Regions from separate parts of the Mus musculus genome. Here region 1 is linked to region 2. A link is a contact called in public HiChIP or PLAC-seq data. All regions are on one chromosome and are shown on one strand. The core of a region is the stretch at or near the end of the contact, and the rest is flanking DNA. Distances in the headings are between cores, read along the strand shown.

What was found. HiChIP or PLAC-seq counts read pairs in DNA pulled down with a chosen protein or histone mark.
Region 1: a contact with region 2 is called in a CTCF HiChIP or PLAC-seq map of CD8 T cells, with 5 read pairs. The contact joins two enhancer-like sites. A contact is called at or near these places in 5 of 39 promoter capture datasets (cranial neural crest, frontonasal cranial neural crest, maxillary cranial neural crest and 2 more), 1 of 15 datasets of contacts at CTCF or cohesin (CD8 T cells), 2 of 484 Hi-C or Micro-C datasets (Sertoli cells and neural progenitor cells) and 10 of 115 datasets of contacts at active chromatin or transcription factors (CD4 single positive thymocytes, CD8 T cells, T-cell acute lymphoblastic leukemia and 6 more).

Annotation. Positions count from the first base shown.
Region 1 is chr5:32,012,435-32,016,438 of GRCm38.p6, forward strand. All of the region lies in intron 10 of Babam2 (BRISC and BRCA1 A complex member 2), which reads left to right. Among named protein-coding and RNA genes, the nearest start is that of Gm52770, 16 kb to the left of the region's middle. Within about 2 kb of position 1,442, at least 7 of the 459 cell types and tissues checked have an H3K27ac peak or open chromatin away from gene starts, as enhancers often do. A contact at or near this core is called in CD8 T cells, where this site is marked.
Region 2 is chr5:31,724,102-31,728,430 of GRCm38.p6, forward strand. The region is part of intron 2 of Babam2 (BRISC and BRCA1 A complex member 2); the gene reads left to right. Among named protein-coding and RNA genes, the nearest start is that of Babam2, 28 kb to the left of the region's middle. Within about 2 kb of position 2,005, at least 49 of the 459 cell types and tissues checked have an H3K27ac peak or open chromatin away from gene starts, as enhancers often do. A contact at or near this core is called in CD8 T cells, where this site is marked.

The DNA of each region.
Region 1 (4,004 bases), core at 192-2,691, 290 kb after region 2:
TTCTGTACATGAGGCCAATAATATAGAAATCAAGAGAGCTTTTGAAGGTGTAAGTAAAGCCCAGAAGCCTGTAATCGCTACAAGGGCCCGATCTGGGCTGCTTTTGTCCAGCTGCGTGCTTCCTAGTACAGCCCAGGGGAGTTCCTGGATGGGGTCACAGTCAATACCACTAAGAGTAAAGCCATCCTCTCAGCTGCCTCTGCCCTGAGCACAGTGCTGTATGCCCTTGCTGCAGAAGCAGGGTGCCCTATGGCATAATCTAGCAGGCACAAAAAAGTTGGCTGCCAGGTAATTCAGTAACCCCCAAGCTGTGATGTTTCTCAAAAGTGACTTACTTTTTTGGGTCCAAATCCCACTTTTAGGTATATTAATGAATGTACTTGAAGAGATCAGACTTGGTAAAGTGACTGAGGGTGGGAACCACAATGATATGTATTAGAAATTGTTTTAAACCAGAGCTGTACTTCACAATGTTTATGTAGGATTGGCATATTTACTTCTCATGTGAGAGATTCTTAGTTTTATATAATCATTTGTAATATTAATAACTATGAGAGCAACAGGAACTAGTTGATTATTAGCAAGAAATAAAACCTGTCTATTCCTTCTATTGTTCAGAGTGCTAAAATATGTGGAAAAACAGAAGGGGAAAACAAGCCTCCTTGTTATCATGGGACTCCTGGGCCTTTTAACTAACTCACACATTTTGATTGGTCTTAACCCAGGACTTGTGTGAAGCTAATGGTGGAGACAGGCAGTTCTCAGCTACACATGCAACATGCCTTCCTCCCCGGGTTCCCAGCTCAGAGCTCTGGCCCCGAGCAACCACCATCACTACTTTGACTCAAATTGAAACTTCCTTCTTCTTTGGAGTTCACTTTCTAAAAGCCTATTTGCAACTTCTGGCTCTAGGTTGAAAATTTCATTCACAAACCTTCCTGGGTAATATTCCCTTGTGAATTCTTAGACTTCAATAACACCTTTTTAGAGAACCAAAGGGATGTCTTTTGAGGAGGGGGCTGTGAGTCAGACCTACAGTCAATGTAGATTCGTGTTCTCTGTGCCCCCTTGAACCTGTGGCACAGTTCTCCTTCATGGTAACTAGTGGAGTAAAGTAATCTTGAAAGTGAATTTTTCTGATCAGAGTTCCTGAAAAGTTTCAGTCATTTTTGACCCCAAAATGTACTAGGCTGCTTTCCAATTAACAAGTTGTAACCAACGTAGGCCTCCTGCTTAGAAAGAAAGCCACATTCACAATAACTTATGGTATTGATCTCCTTGAGTGAAATGATTTTTGCATAGTTAGCATTAAAAAGGTACCATTGATGACTTACAGGCAATCTTTGGTGCAGAACTGTGGCTGTTGACAATAATAGTCATCTCTATAACAGAAACTCTGGGTATGCTGTGCCCCAGATGCGCTGATCAGTACTTTGTTTATCTCATGATTATTAATCCACCTAGCACCCTTCTATGAGTCATTACTAGTTTTACCCTGTGTAGCAAAAGACCATACTGTGGCACAGTAAAATTCAGTGACAGCTAGGACTTCAATCTCGGAACTGAGCCATGGCTTCATTATGACACTGCTCCAGATAATCCACTGGTAATGTCCCCAGGTATGTGTGACAACTTTCAAACTCCTTCAGAATTTCATGACAAATCTGGAAGCCCCAACATCAGGAGCAGAATGTCAATGTCAAGCCCCACAAATAGACATGACCTCTCCCTTCTGAGGAGTGAGTGGACTTCTCCAGAGGTGACATTCCTAGTGGTGGCAGTTGTGATCTCTTCCTGAGAAACATAAATATACAAGCTGGAGATAAAAATTCACTCTGACCATAGAAAGAACAAACTATATGGTTTAATGAAAGAATTAATGAGCAACTGAGTGTCCGAAACTCAGCATAGACAGTGAATGTGGCTAATGGTTCATCACACAGAGTTCAGAGGGACCTGCAAGATCCCATAATCGCCCAGGCCCAGGAGGTGATACAGATGTGGGAGTGGCCCTGGTCTAGGACAAGGGGCAGGAGTTGAACTGTGGCCAAGTGTGTGCTCCTTTACGCACTCACCATTGGTTATTCGCTAAGTACGGTGCAAGCAGTTCTGTGTGGTGGACGTACTGTGAGCACCTAGGACTCCTTACAAACAAGAGCATTGAGCCAGCAAGATGGCTCAGCAGATGAAAAGGTTCTTTGCCACTAAGTCTAATCCCCTATACTTGATCTCTACATGGTAAAAGGACAGAACTGACCCCAAAAGTTCTCCTCTGACCTCTACGTGTGTGCCCCCTCCAAATATTGCATGTAATCAAAAATTAAAATAAAAAAACACTGCAAGGCCTAGTGGTACCAGCTTATATTCCAGCTACATCAGGAGTCTGAGGCTGGAAGGACCCACAAGTCCATGCTAAGGATCCGGTACAATGTACATTCAAGACCAACCTGAGTCCCATCTCAAAATGTAAAAAGTAAGCTGTCTGTATAGCTTATGGTAGAACACTTGCCAAGCACATGCAAGAACGTGAGATCACGCCCCAGTGCACGAGCAATAGAGAAAGTAACAAGCACAGGTGAAAGCAGAAGTCGCCCAGGCTCCTTGTGTGTGCAACACCTGCACTGCAGCTTTGTCTCTTGTCTCTTCTCCCAAACCTCCTTGTCATTTGCTTTTAGAATTCTCTGGAGTATTTTGAAGCAAGTGTAAACCACATCTCTTGTATCGTCTATGAATACTTCCGTATGCATCTGTGTGTATCTCTAACAGTGGTGATTTCTAAGGAATGCATCCTACATTCTTATAGCTAATTCTTTAACGTCAGGTAATTCTCAGTCTGCCTATAAGCTTCCCTGTTGGTCTCAGATATGCCTTCTTCTTTGCAAGGTTTATTCTTGTGCATGAGATTGTGTGCATTATATGCATGCAGGTGACCACAGAGTCCAACGGGTACTGGATCCCCTGGGTCTGGAGTTACACACAGTGTAAAGCTGCTGACGTGTGTTGAAAATTGAATCCAGATCCTGTGGAAGATCAGTAGCACTCTCCACCACTGAGCCATCCCTCCAGTCCCTCGGACATATTGTCTTTACAGCTAGCTTGTCCAGATCAGGATCCAAAACAGGATCCCTGAATCTCGGAAGTGTCCCTAAAGAAAAGCGGTGGTCCTCAGTTATGGACATCACCTTCTATTTTTCTTTTCAGAGTATGGTTAAGAAAATCTGCTGAGGTAAGAAACTGTTAAGAGTATCAATTCACCCTTAAAAGAGGCAAGATCTTACCCTATGTAATACCTGACATTGCAGAGAGTTACTAGCTACCTCACTTAGACTATGAGCCATTCAATCTTTACGTCAGCTTTGAATAGAATTTTTAGCAGTTACAGAATGTATTTGTCAGCTCTGCTACTATAGAATTTACAATATTTGCTTTATAGTGGGACCACACGGATATAATGTTTTTCTTGTTTTCTGTTGTATAGTGTGTTTTGAGGTCTGTACATGTTGGCTTATGTGTTTTAGAGTTGCGTCCTTGTTGGTTACTGAGTAGTATTCCACCCCAGATAGTGAATATTGGTTTTTTTGCAGTATCTGGTGATTACGAATAGTGCTCCTTGGATGTAATTTAAGGGAGATCTTTGTTTTGACAATGCTTTTAGTTCTGCTTAGTTAACTGTGGGGTAGGAATGCTGAGTCACCCATCCAGTGTGTGTTTAACTCAGTCATCCACCACCATGCTGTAAAGCAGTGTGACTCTTTACAGTCTTCCCGACAGAGCGTGAGGTTTCTGTTCTTTCGCATGCCTTCCGGCTCTCGCTATCATCAGTCTCTAATCGCAGCCACAGTGGGGTCTGAGAGACTGTCCTGGGGTTTTTAATATGCAATCCCTCATGTGCAGTGCTGCTGAGTGCTCTGTGTGCTAACCACCGAGGGAGTGTGTGGGAAATGGGAGGGTCTGTTGAAATCTTTTTTCTGTTTTTAATTGGCATGTTATTATCTCATTTTTCA
Region 2 (4,329 bases), core at 755-3,254:
CTCTTACACACACCACTTACACATACCACCACACATATACCACACAAACACCACATATAACCACACACACATACATACACACACACCATATGTAACAACATACACACCACACTATTACACCCACCCCACTGAAGTGGAAACTTAAGGGTTCTTGGGGAAGTTGGTTGGATGGTGCTTTGCTGGGGCAAACATGTGAAGGAATATTTCATTAAAGTGGTCACAGGTGTGAAAGACTAAGGCAGACTGTGAAGGAACGTTTCACTGAAGCAGACACAGGAGAGAGGATGCTCTGCTAAAGCAAGCACGTGAAAAGACATGTGATCAGAGAATCTTTGTTTGGTCTGTCTTACACTGAGTAGTTGAGCTGCATTTGTGGGGACTCCAAAGAGAGAAATGAATAAAAAAACTTCTGGTGGTGTGTTCCGTGGACTTGGGCTGATTGGCAGAATGATGTCAGCTGAGACAGATGCATATGCTGAGGAAAGACCCGTCTGCAGACAGTGATGGAGGCTGAGCTTGACTGGCTTATAGAGCTAGCTGTACAACACCTGCGAGTCTTGTGTCTTCCCTGTTTCCCTGAGAGAGGCACAGCCCAGAACTTCTGGCGCCCCTCCAGGTCCCTTGTGCTGACTCAAGCTGAGGCTGAGGCATGACTGTCGCTGCTAGGTATTGTCATTGCTGCTGATTTGTGTTTGCTATCCTGACACTACCAAAATGGACGTCTGGTGTATGTGTGAAGTGTTTGCTAGTGGATCAAGCTGCTGCTGCCTGCTGACCTGAACTGAACTGCCAATTTCCAGACAACACAGATGGGAGTTGCTCCAAAGAACTTTTCTAAAAAGGTCTGCTTCCCCTTCCCTTCCCACTCCCACCCTATATCCTTTTTTCTCCACGATCTCTAGTGGGTAGTGGACTGCAAGGGAAGCTAAAGCATTTAAGAACCATCAGTAAAAAACACACCACACATAACATAACCACCCCCCCATACCCCTCCCCGCACACAGTGTCAGCATCCTAGAAGTCTTCTGTGCGTTCCTTCCCACTTGCCTTTTATTCTTTCCCATAGTTAAACCATTTTGGTTTTCATCATAAATACTTTTGTCAGTCAGCACACAGATGTTACTTTTTATGATTTTGACTTTTACATAATAGAACCATATAGTATACATTCTTTTATTCAGTGAAAGTAATGTTTTTTATAGCTATATAATTTTTTTCATTATTTCTTAACTTATTTATCTATCCTTTAGCCAATAGACATCTTGTATTGTGTTTGGAATTGCGTTTAAATTGTTCCATTTGGGACTATTTAAAGAATGCTCCTGACATTTTCTCTCATTGAGTCTTTTACTATAAACATGATTCCTCTGTCTTATTCTCCTTTTTATACAGTAATAGGTTTCTGAATAAAGATCTTACACACCTTTTGTGATAAATAAATCTATACTTGATCGTTTTATATTTATTTACTTTTGTGCTGTGCTGGGGATTAACCCCACGCCACTGCACACACTAGGTGGACATTTTACCCTATGTGCTACTATTTTTAGTGGGATCTTCGTAGAAGTTTGATTCATGATTATTGATGGTGTAAATAAATATCGTTGATTTTTTTCCCCTAGGTCTTTGCCACTCAACTTTGCTCAGCTTGTATGTTAACTCCAGGAGTGCACCTGAAGACCTAAAAGCATTTTACATGCAGATATTATCTCCAAACAATAAAGTGTGACTTTTCTTTTCCAGCCTTTGGCCTCTCTTTCCCCCATGTCTTTCTGTCTCCCTCGTACAATGGAGAATGACATTATGGAGGGCAGACGTCTGTGTCTCCTTCTCAGAGGAGGCGAGTAGTTTGCTATTAAGTTTGAGGCTAGTGTAGATTTGTCTTTTTGTAGGGGCCTCTTTATGATATGAAGTTCTTCCTTTCATTTGTGGTTTACAGAGACTTTTGACAATTGTGGGTATCTGATTTTATCACCTGCTCTGTCATTGGTTACTCACCTTCCTCTTACCATGCTAGCAGTGAAGTCCCTGACACAGTAAAGAGGACTAGCAGTCAGGGAGCTTAGCATCTTTCTGGAGACACTAAAGGACTTTTCCTTTGTCTTAGTTTAGGTTTCTCTTGCTTCAAAGAAACTCCATGGCCAAACAGCAGGTTGGGGAGGAAAGGGTTTATTCAGCTTACACTTCCAGGTTGTTGTTTCATCACCAGAGGAAGTCAGGACAGGAACTCAAACAGGGCAGGAACCTGGAGGTAGGAGCTGATCAGAGGCCATGGAAGGGTGCAGCATTCTGACTTGTTTACCATGGCTTGCTCAGCCTGCTTTCTTATAGAGCTCAGGACCAACAGCAGAGGGATGGCATAATGTACTGGGTTCTCCTCATCAATCAGTAATTGAGAAAATGCCTACAGCTGGATCTTACGGAGGCATTTCCTCAAGGGACGCTCCTTTCTCTCTGTAGACTCAGAGGTCGTGTCAAGTTGACATAAAACCCATAGAACCACCCACTACACTCTTTCTTGTTATCTTTTTTGTTTGTTTGCTTTTGTTTTTGAGACAGTCCGGGCTGTCCTGGAACTCAATATGTATATCAGGCTGGCCTTGAATTTACAGAGACAGAGATCCAACCTCCTCTGCTTCTGAGTGCTAGGATTAAAGGTCTGTGCCACCATGTACTCCCTTGTTATAGATTAAGAGTAGTATTTGAGCCCAAAATTCCTACTAGAATCACATTGTAATTTAAATTAAATTTGTCAGAGGAATACTAACCAATATTCTAAGGTAGAATTGAAATCTATCTTTTATTAATGGATATACTACATAGAAGTTGGGAATAACAGTTGAAGCCACGTGAACTGATAATATGTTTTCTTGACTATTTTAATTTTGTGATTTTTAAAAAAACATTCTTGGATGATTCAACTATTTTGGTAATGGTTATTTGGTATTCTATTCTAGGAATTAAACACATCATTTTCTAGTAGATTCTAGAAATAGTTTTTAGATTTTAGTGATACAGAGAGATACATGTGATATATCAAAATCATGTTTTCAAGCAGATCGTCCCATCTCCCTGGAGAACAGTGTAAAAGATTGCTATACAATAATCTTGCTGCTTTCTTTTGTTATAATCGATGTATTTCCTTTGAAGGGGAGTAATACTTCGCCTTGCTTGGTTTGATTTAATTGGCTGTATGGGCAGTAATTGCATTAAAGGCCTGAGTCCAATGGTTTGATTGCCTTTGCATTTTGCAGATAATTTAGGTAGATGTTAAGATGTCAGTCAGTCTGGATGACTTGACCATTTGGAAACCAATTTAGTTTGAGTAAAGTTGTTGATGCCCGCTTTAATGCAGAAAAAAAAAAAAACCCTTTCATTCTATAAAGTGAATATGTGGTGAATATCAATTACTCATGCATCATGTGACTCAAGTTATTTACAAGGCAATTATTGGTCTTGAGCCTATTCTATTTCACTGTCACCTGTTACTTGAGGTTGCCAAAGCTGAAGGCTTCCGTCTTAACGGATGTTCCGTGTTGTTGGTGCAGCACAAACGTCATTATCAGGAAAACAGGAAGCTATGTAGGGAACATGCCAAATGGTGAATTAATAGTCAGGGTAAAGGAAGCTGACGCACTTTCAGGGAAGGAACCCTGAATTCATCTACTTGGTTCTTTTTAGGTGGCTGAAAAACAGAAATGGCAAACTCACTACTTTTTTCAGCCCATATTGAGTTAAGTAGGTTTAGCCTTAAGCCTGAAAGCATGGTTTCTTGTATTTTGCATTGTCTTAAAAATGTTGATGTTATAAAGACTGTGAGATGTTTGCATGGAACTTGATTAATATACATTAGTGTTTGGCTGACTAAAGTCTTGTAAAATTGACCATTTTCTATGTTTATATAGAAAACTTACTGATTTGAATCATATGTCAATAACTAGGAGTAGATAATTTAAAGAGGAAACAAAAATGACTTTTTACTACTTTTTGGATACTCATGAATAGCCTGCTAAATGAATTAAGAGTATCGGCAGTGCAGGTCCCAAGAATCAAGTATCAAGGACATCCTTTTCTTCTATGTCATTGGTTGATGTGTGCACAGACAGTTCTTATACATATTTATAAATGATCTCCATTAATGCACATTATAGAACTTTCTATTATTAATTATTTGGTTAGCATACAGAGTAGTGGATTTTGTTGTAATACTGTCATACATATATATATATTTTAAGTGAAAAGTTCCATCTGTGTACGTGTATGGGTGCACACATCTGTATATTTGTGGGTGCAAGCATGCCACACTGCATGTGGAAGTTACAGGACAAC